Linked DNA regions of Aedes albopictus: region 2 is linked to region 1. The links are chromatin contacts, called in public Hi-C maps. All regions are on one chromosome and are shown on one strand. Each heading gives the region's core, a stretch centred on a gene start, on an enhancer-like site or on the middle of the called end of the contact. The rest is flanking DNA. Distances are from core to core; before and after follow the strand shown.

The links. A called contact is a pair of places that touch in the nucleus more often than the background predicts.
Region 2: a contact with region 1 is called in a Hi-C map of whole body, with 6 times the contacts expected there. The contact joins the promoter of LOC109430243 here to the promoter of LOC109416936 in region 1. A contact is called at or near these places in 2 of 3 Hi-C or Micro-C datasets (embryo and whole body).

The regions. Positions count from the first base shown.
Region 1 is chr2:360,324,073-360,330,330 of AalbF5, reverse strand. LOC109416936 (UPF0046 protein C25E10.12) reads left to right here and starts at 3,053. Exons shown (of 2, transcript XM_062848913.1): 1 at 3,053-3,618; 2 at 3,798-4,595. The coding sequence starts at 3,351. The coding sequence ends at 4,429. LOC109403764 (protein furry) reads right to left here and starts at 2,483. Exons shown (of 24, transcript XM_062852875.1): 1 at 2,216-2,483. The coding sequence starts at 2,342.
Region 2 is chr2:361,279,973-361,286,230 of AalbF5, reverse strand. LOC109430243 (death-associated protein kinase 1) reads right to left here and starts at 3,676. Exons shown (of 1, transcript XM_020077012.3): 1 at 2,792-3,676. The coding sequence starts at 3,676. The coding sequence ends at 2,792. It overlaps LOC109622615 (tectonin beta-propeller repeat-containing protein), which reads left to right and starts at 5,989. Exons shown (of 6, transcript XM_020077011.3): 1 at 5,989-6,258.

The DNA.
Region 1 (6,258 bases), core at 1,804-4,303:
CAGCAGACCGAAGAGCTTTCTGATAGGCCTTGCGAGCCGATTTGAAAGGCTCCGATACAACCGAACGTCGCCGGTTCAAACTCTTTCTTCATTGTTTCCTGAGCTTGACCAGATCAGAGTTCCTCCAAGGGGTTCCACTTGTGGTCTTCACAGACCGTAGAGGGCTCTAGCTTCTTCAAAAGCTTCCATGATAAAGGCCGTTATAGTATCAACGGCATCATCTAAATCACTTGGAGTTCCATAATGGATAACGAGTATCCATGAAATTTGGCCGCAACCAAATCTTTGAAGAGATCCCAGTTGATTGACCAGATTCTTGAAACGCAAAGTTTGCGAAGTAACATTCAAGTGTAGCGATGATCAAATAAAGATTTAACATATGCCAATTGATCAACACGTGACCAACTCTACTAGAGCAAAGCGTCATGTCAACACTTCCTCTCTGGTAGATTCCATGAAGGTCGGACGGTTGCCTTTGTTGAGTAACCCAAGATCTTCTTCTTCTTTATCTTTGTGGCTCTACGTTCCCACTGGGACTTGGCCTGCCTCGCTTCAACTTAGTGTTCTTTGAGCATTTCCGCAGATATTAATCGAAGGGCTTCTCCTTTGCCTGCCACTGCATGAATTTGTATCTTGTGAGGCAAGCACAATGATACACTATGCCCAGGGAGTCGAGAAAATTGTCCCGACCGGAACGGAAATCGAACCCGCCGTCTCCGGATTGGCAATCTTTAGCCTTAACCACTAGGCTAACTGGAGACCCAACCCAAGATCTGTACCACTTGAATATTCCATCAAACTGGAGCCTCTCAAGTTAATGTCTATAAGCATTAGCATCACTGCACTGCCAACAATCAGCGGAAGGCCTTTTGAAGTGCATTATGCGATAACTTGTTTGAAAGCATCGGAGGGAATGCTTCATCATGCGGTAAATAAACCGAACAATAGATGTATTTCCAGGTCTCCAACAGATACATCAAATGAAATAGCACATACACATCTCTGGTGGTTATTTCAGATATGAGTGTAGTAACGATTGCGTTGTTGACATGCACACATGACATGACAAGCGAGTTTGCCATACAATGTTTGCTGAAATATGCAAACGCTGGATGTACAAAGTTTCTTAGATAGATTACGAAAGTGAGGTTCTCGGACTAAAGCTACTTCTACTATTTAGTGTAAGTCTGCGAAGATTGATCGTTGCTATTGTTTTATGCTGAAGATTGATCTGAGCTACAGCTTCCGCTCGATAACTGGGCTTTGACGACAGTTTAGTTAGCGAGCGCCGCTCGATAACTGGACCGAGCTCCCGGAGCAGGAGGCTATTGTTAAATTTTGTTTTGTTTACTGATTTGCAAAATGTGAGGTTAAATTTCGTTTATTTTTGACAAACAACTGTTTTTTAACTGGACTTTGGCCCAGTTATCGAGCGCCCAGTTAAACAGCAGTCACTTATCGAGCTAATGTTGTATATTACCCGTAGCCACTACCCAAACTACGCAAGATTAAACTCTCTATAATCACTGCACAAACAAGAACAGCGACAGTAAGACCAGATCGGTATCGATTGGAAGACGCCAAAGGCAAGGATACACAGAATACACTGTGTAAATAACATAATGCCAAACCATATAGGCCAAAATTCAAAATAATAAATAATAATCTTGCCCTCATTCAGCCTCAATTTTGAGACTAAAGAAGGGCAGTTCATTGTCTCTGAGAAACAAAAGGTCCACTGCGCTATTGCTTGGGTAAGCATAAGGGCTAAATATTATGGAGGGTGCCCCAGGCTCCGTTTGCGATTAGGTTTTTATCTGAGAGTTTTTATTAGACCCAAAATCCCGCCATGAAGATGCAGAAGTAGTCCACCCCAAAATAATGCTCTATCAGAACGAAAAATCAAAAAGAAGCTTGCAGTAAATTGAAAATCACACAAATTTAATGATTACCTATTTCGTTTTGCAATGTTGTGTCTCAAAAAAACAACAACAATAAGTGCTCCACCCCCGATTTGTGTCTGTCGCTGTCGGGTGCTAAAATTGTTAAATTCTTAATCAAATTCGGCTGCCTTCGCTAGCCTTTCGCCCAGTCCATTACGATTCCGTATGCAAAAATCAACAAATTGCGTCCAATCGTCAACAATTTCCAAAAATAAAACGACATCCTCCCACTTTATCGCTGCTCCTGCTGCTGCTGGAAAACTCCTACTCACCCGAATTGGTGCTACTGCTGCTCCCAGCAAACAAACCTCCTCCGACTGCGACTGTGGGATTGCCGTCCAGCGCCAGATCCTCCCCGTTTTCACCACCTTCCGAATCGTCCCCGATGGACCGCTGCATGGTGGTGCCGTTTGGAACCGGCCGCGAACCGAAATCACCCGGAAAAACACTCGAATTTTCACTTTTTTTACGCGACGCACGATCGATATCAACAAAAGAAATTTTACGATTTTTCGCGATTTCCCGTTAGACAGTGACAGACCGCAGACAGCGACCAGTGTTGCCACATTTTAATCTGTATTTTGCCTTCCAAAAATCTTTATAATCTGTATCACCATGTTTTGCCAAAAATCTGTATGAAATCTGTAAGATTTCGCGGAAAATCTGTTTGAAATTCTGTAAGTTTCAGAAAACTCTGTATAATCTGTATAATTTCCAAAAATCTGTAATTATTGGTATACAGAATTCTGTATGAAAAGCTGCGAGAAAATCTGCATGATTACAGAAAAATCTGTATATGTGGCATCCCTGACAGCGACAGCGAAGCGACAGCGAAGCGACAGCGTCACTGACAGATAGTGCGCCGCGGTGCCAGTTGAATTTCGAGCAGATCTAAACAAAAGCGGGATCGCCCAGTGCTACGCGCCGGCTGTGACCGGCGTCCAGCGGTAAACATGCACTTTATACGGGTTGGGGGAGGGACGAAACAGCTGATTGGTGTTTTTGTTGCGGGAAAGTTGAATGAAAATGTGTGCGAAGGACACCGGTGAGTAGTGAATGTTATGAATTTTGAAACTCTCTCTCTAGGTAGGCAACTGACGAAATTTATTTGAACTGTTTGCGAAATAGGTGGAGAAAATTGAATGGCAAACAGCTGATCGGGTGTACGAGCGTCCCGCCGCTCATCAAGGTCAAGTACAGGGTGCATCGCAAGCGTCGTCTATGGACGTTTGTTTGCGTGCGCATTTCGGCTGACAAACGATCGATCGGATTGTAAACACGCAGAGACAGAATCGCGGTTTGCGTCATAACATCAACAGAATTTTTGCAATTTTTAATCGATTTCGCAATCAATTCGCGTTTTCTAGAAGGAGTTTGTTCATTTCGGCGAGTGCTCCCTGCAAGACCATGAAAATCGACATCCATCCTCTGACGGAGGATCCTACGCGAGCGTGGAAGGAAATATCGAAAACCCAGCGAGTGATAAAGATTAACACCAAAGCACCCGGAGCGGAAGTTCCCAGCAATAAGGTGCGGGTGGTTTGCATGTCCGATACGCACTCGCTGACGCATCACATCAAGTTCGACATCCCCGAGGGGGACGTGTTCATTCATGCGGGCGATTTCACCCGGTGCGGGAAGCTGGACGAGGTCATCGATTTCAACAACTGGTTGGGTGAGTATTGAATAGAATGCTTGATTTTGGGCGGGAATTTGTTATCTGTTATACCAGTGGCCTTTTAGGAGGGAATCCTTTTCGAACGTCGTCAAGTTACTAAACTATGTATTGAACTTAATGTTTCCACCTAAATAATGTTCATCAATATTCAAATCCGAAACTCTTTTCCATTTTAGAAAAACTACCACACAAGCACAAGCTGGTCATAGCGGGTAACCACGAGCTCAGTTTTGACCACACGTTCACGCACCCGTTCCAGAATGCCAGTGCCTGTTGCAAGAAGACCGGCAGCACTCTGCTGGACGAAATCCCCACGCTGGGAAACTCGAAGGAGAGCCTGGCCGAAGCGGTCAAAACGGAAAACATTCGACAATACCTGAGCAACTGTGTGTACCTGCAGGATGAATCGATCGAGCTGTACGGGTTGAAAATCTACGGCACCCCGTGGCAGCCGGAGTTCTGCAAGTGGGCCTTCAACGTCAAGCGGGGCCGCGACTGCCTGGACAAGTGGGAGCAAATTCCGGAGAATTTGGACATTCTGATCACCCACACGCCTCCCGTTGGCCACGGTGATCTGTGCTGCTCGGGGGTGAGGGCGGGGTGTGTGGAACTGCTGACGACCGTGCAGCAGCGAGTCAAGCCGAAGTACCACGTGTTTGGGCACGTGCACGAGGGTTACGGGATCACATCGGATGGTAAGATCATTTTTATCAATGCATCCACGTGCGACATCAACTATCTGCCGAACAACCAGCCGATCGTGTTTGACGTGACCCTGCCAAAGGGACGCACTAAAGATGATCTGTAAACTAAAGCTGGGCGGTTTTCTAATTAAGTACATCGACATTTGATAAGTAGCAGACATGTTTCTTTCGCACGACCTAGAAGCCATAACACATTGATGATGCGTGGGGCTTTGCGCATCTAGAAAATAGTATACAATATAGGGTGACGAAGGGTATTATCGGCAGGTTTGTTCTTATGGTTTTTTTTTTTGACCAAAATGCCTGGAATTTGGACATATAACTCAGCTTGATTGGGAAGGATTTGTGGCCAACACTGAGTTTAACAGGCTTAAAAAAACCAATGACGAAGAGAACAAAACTGCCGAAAATACGTAAGTTTCCCTATCTTATTGTTAGGCAAAGCGTTTTTTACACTCAATCATTTTTCAATCGTTTACATAACTATCCTAAATTCAAATTATTTTAACATTTCGAGCTGATTTAAACGTAGTACATAATATGTTCTCTTCATCGACTCTTTCTTCTTCAAATTAAAGTGACAAGATGCAAGTATAGTTGCACTTTTTGGTCATAAATCGCTAGGTTGCGATGCAATCTAGCGTCCAAGTGTAAAAAAGTTCGATTGAATTTGCATCTTGTCACTTTAATTTGCAGAAGAGAGAGTCGATGAAGAGAACTCTCTCATGTTACTTTCGCCCTTATTTAAACTCAATCTAGATATTACTATCTTGTAAAATGAGATGCAGAAACTTACTTTAAATCACAGCTTATGTTTGTATATTTTGTGGAAAGCCAAATTATGTGTACAGCTAAGATTAATTCAGTAGAACATCCCATTCTAGAAAAAGTGTATTCTAGACTCCATGATAGATTGTAAAGTTAGCTCAAAAACGATATTAACACAATAACGCCGCAGTGTACGTAAGCGATCACAACTTGATATACTCGATAACAAGCTCCATGACATAACCAATTTAGTTTTTCGAAATGTTTATAGCGCTGCATTTTGTTCTGTTCTTTTATAGGGTTTGGGTTTTTGACCCCATTCCCTGCACTACTGTTAAACCAAATTGTGCATTGCCTAAATTCACAACGAAACGACCGTTTTCGTCCACTTCTTCCATTTGAATCAGATACCTTTATCACAGAGAAACAGACGTCACACTCTACTCGCTTCCCATCGATTACCGTTTTAACGGTTGATTCAAATATTCGGTAGTTGGTCAATTGACCAGTTGCGGCGCTGGCATCGTTTTTGCTCCTGCTTGACGTTTGCTCACTACCGGCATCTAATGGTGGCTTGTCCAAACACGACATGATTAGTATTGGGCGATTACGATTTCGTGACGATGATTTATATTATAATTTGTTCTAAGTGTTACGTCTGTTTTTCTGTGCCTTTATTGTGTAGTGGGAGTAAAACTCAACTTTCAATTTGTGTACTTAGTGTACGTAAGAACAAACACGACATTCACGAAACGCGACGCGAGATAAGACACGACACTTATGGTTCTTACAATCGTCAAATTAATTAAAAAATTACCTTAATGCCGACCGGTTTCGGGCTCGATGCAGCCCATCTACGGGACAATGTCCCGTTTACAGGCAGACCTTTGGGCTCAGCATGGGTAGCAAGCTGTCCCCATTGCTAGCGGACCTCTTCATGAGCGATTTTGAGAACGAAGCTCAAAAGAAGAAGTTGTTTCCCAGGATCTGGTGGCGCTACGTTGATGATATTTTTGCTCCGGTTAAGGAACGATACCTGGATCAAACGTTGAGCATGTTAAACTCCCAACACAACACGATCAAATTTACTGTAGAGAAGGAAGAGGAAGGGAGACCCCCTTTCTCGATCTGTTGATCAGTAGAAAAGAAGACAGCACGTTGAAAT
Region 2 (6,258 bases), core at 2,427-4,926, 960 kb before region 1:
GTGTGCATTAGAATGGGTCATCGTTTATATGGAAAAATGAAAAATTCAATGGTATTTCATCAGATCAAAGTTACTTTGATCCCATTTCAGGACCCAAATAAGTGTGCAAATTTTGAGCACGATCGGTTATGTCTACGTTTTGCGCATCGCGTTTGAAGTTTGTATGGGGTTTTACATGAAAAAACACACTTTTTTGCATTTCTCTCATAACAAGCTCGAATTTTTCTAAACCATTGTAACCGATAAAGTGAAAACATAGCCTGGGTGTCCTGAAAAACTTTGTCATAGACCGCGAAATGATCTGATGCTTATAAGAAAAATTATAGCGTTGACATTGCTTGGCGAAACAGCATGATTTTGTTGCCATTGTTATTCCTTTACATGTTAAAACATAAACACATGCATGCGGTTCGTTGGTTATAACTATTTTCACAAGCATCGGATCGCTTTGCGGTCTTCAACAAAGTTTTTCAGAACATCCTAGGCTATCATTTTATAGTACTGGTTAAAAAGTTTCAGACAAACTTTTTCAACTTATGACAAAAATGCAAAAAAGTATGTTTTCTCATATAAAATCTCATACAAATTTCAATTGCAATGCGCAAAGTGTAGACGCAACCGATCGTGCTCAAATTTTGCACAGATACTCAAGATCCGAAACGGAACCAAAAAAATTTGATCTGAGACAATGGTTCCGATGACCCACACTAGTGTGCATTCCTTTTTTTTTTATTTAAAACTAGCTGTCCCGGCAAACGTCGTACAGCCTGGCTACTGTGATTTTTTACATGCAGCTCCGTAGAGACGTACCCCGCAAAGTCACCGAAGAGGTCTCAAACTAAGCTAAGAACCTTCCCCGGCCTCAGACATACCCACATACAAAATTTCACACCGATCGGTTCTGTAGTTTCCGAATGCATTGCGGCCAGATAGACAGACAGAAATTCATTTTTATATATATAGATGTTGTTTGCCACATCAGTAGCTTCTATATTCTATAATTCCAAAGTTTCTTGAGTATTTACAGTATAAGACCTGTTGGTCTTTTTTAGTGTTCCGAGATCAATAGCATGATCTTTAGAGAGAACTATTTGATGTCTTGCAGTTTCAGTGGCACTTTCTATGCCGTCGCACATGTGTCTCCAATTTTTCCGCTTTGATCTTCTTATTTCTCTATCATAATTTGTTAAGGCCTCTCTGTAGGGAGACCAGTGAGTGAATTCCGACGCACAATTTCTTCGAAGAGAAGAAAATTTTCTTACAGGTGGGCAATGGAAGAAAATTTCTTCTCTTCGAAGAGATTGTGCGCCGGAATTCGCCCACAGTTCAATGTAAATTTTGCTCGATTAAACTGTTTTCGAGTACGTTTTCTACATTTTCAATCTTTGATTCCACCTGGGAACATCTTTGCTACTGGAGCGTTCCTTGACAGCACAAACACGAGAAAGAGAAGGATGCAAGAGGGGGCACACAAGCTCCCTCTTTCATCCCGCTCTTTTTTTGTTTATCAAGGAGAATGAGTGAGAAAAAAGAAAAAGCTAGCTACGCCAATGAGCGACAGACATTCGGGAGCGAAAGTGGAGGCAGGTCGGCTACACTCGCACTCTACGCAAGGACGGAAACGAAATCTGCGAACATGCGTTAGTCCAGTCGCAATTTCTGTTTCACTCTTGTGGATGAGATCGAACGTCGATATCACGCATTGGCTAACATTCAGCTTTGGGCTACAACTTCATCTCGACGTCGGTGTCGTCGATCAGTCGAGTAATGTTTCGAAGATTTTCCACCTGGTGAGCTTTGCTGGTTCGCAAAACGTATCGATTTCCTTTGTCTTCACTTGCAGCATCTTCAATGGTTTTGGCGATGATTAAAGGCTCGATCGGTAGATTACGTCCAGCTTTGCCTGTTACGAGCAGTGTGGTAACCGTTCCGAACTCATTCCTAGGATCCATGAAATTTGGAAAGCTGTTGCCCTGTCTGCGACTCCCTGGGTCTTCTCCATTTGCACTGCTAGCTGAACCGTAGAAAGTGATAGCAGGCATCTGCTATCTACCCCAGTTGCGGCCAGGTGGGGAAGGATTGGGATGGGAAAACACTATCTGGAAGCACGCACATTTAGAATAATTAAAATAACCAACTGCACGTGCAATGGGGGCGCACGGTTGACAATAGGTAATCGCGCTACTTGGGCGGTGGCTTCTATATTCGTCTGTTTTCCACTATAACTCAGTCGAATTTGAACCAATTGACACAACTTTTGGAATGTGGTGAAATAGGTAGAGTATCTACCCGTGTACAACATTTCAAGTCAATTGGTTCAAAATTGACTGAGTTATAGTGGAAAACAGACGAATATAGAAGCCACCGCCCAAGTGGCGCGATACCCTATTTTGAAATTATCGGGTTCGTCACTTCAATCACTTGAAGTCTGTTTGCCTGTTCACACAGATGGAGGCGCAGGGTCTTTGAAAAGGTGTAAATGACCTTTTCTCTGATCCTTGCGAAAATTCACATAGATTTGCTCCACGGCTTCAAATTGATTTAGTAAAGAGCATTTACTCAGCGAATAAATATGGCGTGTGCGATTAAATTGAAGGTTTGTACTGAACAGTTTTCTCCTGGAGCTATACAGTAGAAACTTGAGTTGCAGCAACCTCATGTAGCAAGGAATGTTTGGAGTTCCGATACAATGAGCACTCAGACAAAGGAATATTCGGATAATTCATGATAAGGACATTGAAGTTCATAAATTTTCGTAATCCATATAGATAAAAATCAAGCGTTTGTAACGCTAGCTGATAAAGTCGAACAACTCTTGATGCATTCTACGGCCCATCTGAATAGGAATTTCGCCATTACAATTCCTAGCGGTGAAGTCAGCACCATTTCGCAGCAGCACCTCCACCAGTTCCAATTCACCTCTTGCAAATGCCAAATGCAAAGCACTATTTCCAGCCGCGTCCCGTGCATCCAACCGTGCTCCGTGGTCCAGCAGTAGCTGGACCGTCTTTATGCTGTGTTCGTAGCATGCCTCTGAAGAGAATCTGCCCACGAAGGTGAGCAGGGCATTTCTACCGGTTTTGTCGCGGATCTCAAGATCGACACCCTTTGCCAGTAGTCGTTCGACTAAGGCATCGTCGCGCTGCCCATACATATTTTTCAACCATCCTACAATACAGGTGGAACCGTCTTGGTCGCGGACATTGTAGTTCAAGTCGTAGTTGAATGTTAGGAATTTCTCAACTACGAAGTATTGTCCATTGCAGCACGCTTTGTTGAACAGCTCCGAGGCAAACTCGGGTGAGTTTTCGTAGAGGGAATCGAACAAAGTTTTGAGCGTGTCGGGGTTAGCTTCCAGAAATGGTCGGTAGGTTTGCGTGAAGAAGACACGATTACCGAAAATCAACGGTGCGAAGTACTTGTGAGCGTGCGCTTTGAATAACGGAAGCTTGTGAGTTAAACGAAGAAGAGCGATGACCATATTGCGATTCCGGATTCGGTATTCAAGAGCAGTTTTACCCTTATTGTTGACGACGTCCAGCTTGCATCCATGACGAACTAGTACGTCTAGGGTGGTAGTGTTTGATGCCAGGAAGAGTGCTGGGTTGCCGTTATTGTTGGGTTGGTCTATGTCGGCTCCCGAGGAAAGGATCTTTTCGATTAATGGGACAACCATGTCGGGTGGATTTTTGCTTAACTGACAAACTTTATGAAGCACTGTATGACCGGTGAAATTCTTTCGGTGTACGAGGGATTGGGCGTCCGGATGTTGTTCGACGATAGTGTTAAACATTTCTATAGATTGCACGTAGTGTATGGGGTGGTTGCCGTTATTATCTACAGCGTCGAAATCGCAACCAGCTCTCAGTAGTTCAGCGAACTGATCCAAATTGTCTTTTTCCACTGCCAAATGTAGGAGCGTTGCTTCATTTGAACCTCTTATAGTTTTGGGTTCAGAACTGGGGAGTTGAATATTTCCATCATCAAGTTTAACGTCCTTGAATGCTAGTTTCAGATCTACAATAAAATTAGAGATATTTTCAGACAATAAAACATTTTTTAATTTTATTGATACAAACCTTCACCTGGAGAAAATGCTGGTTCTTTGGACAACACTCGGTCTATGTCGACTTCCAACGATGGGAAATATTTGACCAACTGATTTCGATTATTCACGAAAAACGACTTCCCATGATAACTACAAAATATCACGTCATTCCGGAGCCTACCAATATTGTTCAGGAAAAAATGCTGATGGTTTTCCAAGATGAATTCCACTGAATCGTGTTCCGAGTTCCATAGAGCTTGCTGAAGTGTTTCGTAGGCCTGATTAGTTTCGAAGAATCGCTTCACGGACGGTTCAAGTTGATACATTTCTTTCAAGATATCCAGGATTTTCAATCGTATACACTCGTGTACTATGGTGGTTCCCGGTCCCTGGCGAACGACCAATCCCAGAAGTTCTGGATTTTTCCTTATGTCGTCCCAACAGTAACCTAGAGCCAGTTTCTTATACAAGAGATCTGCCAGTATTGTTACTCCTTTCCACTGGTATGTCAGATCCAGTTGATATTCGACTATGTACTCTTCAATTTTCGTGCGGATTGGCTCCGAAAGAATCGATGATAGAATGGAGCAATGAGTGTAGACTTCGTGTTCGTACCGAAATATTTTGTTGAACGCTTGCGATTGAGATTCGTTGAAGTACTTCTGTCTGTAGTTGATCATTTTCTTCAGCACGTAATCCAACATTTCTGTGTCATCTTTCTGCATTAAAACCATTAAGGCATTCGACTTAGTTGTGCTCCTAAGAGTGCAGTCAAAAGAATCAAAATGTTCAGTGAGTAACCACCGGATTGTATCTCTTTGGAGATTTCTACACGCAGCCAGTAATGGGTTGTGTCCTGGAAGACTAAGTGGTGCTCCTAGGTTGATTAGTAGGTTGATAGCTGTAATGTTTCCACAGGAAGCAGCCACTTCGATGAACAACTCACTTGTGCCATCTTTTCCAGTATAATTGAACGTGAGATAACCATTCGGCATCACTGTTGTGATAAATCGAAATGCAGATATGATGCTTGTTTCACTTGGATGGATAACAGCTACGTCGTCTCCGTCAACTGGACTTAACAGCAATACAAAAATAGCTTGTTTGATATCTTGTGTTGACATTGAATTAGCTTCAAGCTGCTTTGCTGTGTTACATTGTTGTTCAGTAGTTGCCACCAAAATTGTTTTCCTGAGCCAGATTTTATCACTTGGATCCCAAGCAAATTTCCGTACTAAATGATGATTAATTTTATCAAAAAGCTCTTTATACTTGTTCAATATCTCAGCTAGTTCAGTGGAAGATCCCTTTCTGATGACTTCGTGCAATATTGTTGTACCATCCTTCAGTAAACGAGAGAACTTTTCGGGTACCATTTTTATTGCAGCAAGTTTGATAAATATCAATGAACTTCTAACGTTTATGGCGGTAGCTCCATCTAGGATGGAATCAGGTATTACTGACGATTTTCTTAAGCACAGAGTGGTTTTATACTCAATTTCAATCACGTACTATAGAGTTCAATAATTTCATCATGTTGAATAACACTGTTTCTTTCATTCCAATTGTGAGTTCGGTCTCCATTCATTACATTTTGTTTGTGTTAGAGCCTCATGTACGCACAATATATCTTATCTCATGACTTTATGACTGCCCGTTGATTTGGGGTTCCCCTATAGTTTCAGAAGTAAGTTCATGTTGGTTTATTATGACTGCTTTTTATCCTTTATTGCACTTTTTTTTCTCTTACCAAAATATAAACAACTTGTTGAATGCGCTCGCCATGTTTACGAACACTATATTCAAAACAAAGTCGGAAAACACCGGTCTTGTTTTGGTTTGCTTTCCATCTCTTCCTCTTCTGTTTATGTTTCCGCATGTCGCTTTCCGGCAGGGCAAATCCTGCGCATGACTGAAATAAAACGTCACTTTTTTGCTTGTCAAATTCTCCAGAAAATGATTTTGATACAGAGTGCAAATCGACAATAAAACTGCTTAGGACACGACTCGGACGATAAGCGGTTGTGAGCTGGAAAATTTTTATCTAATTGTTTCTAGATAATTTGTGTTCGGGGTTCCAAAGATAATCTTGTATTGTGATTTGTTGTGTCGAAGAAATTTAGTGGACAGTGGTCATACAAGTGAGATTCAACTAAAAGTGAAGTGGTATTAGATATAAGGTGTTGGCTGTTGGGTCTGTTAGTGAATCA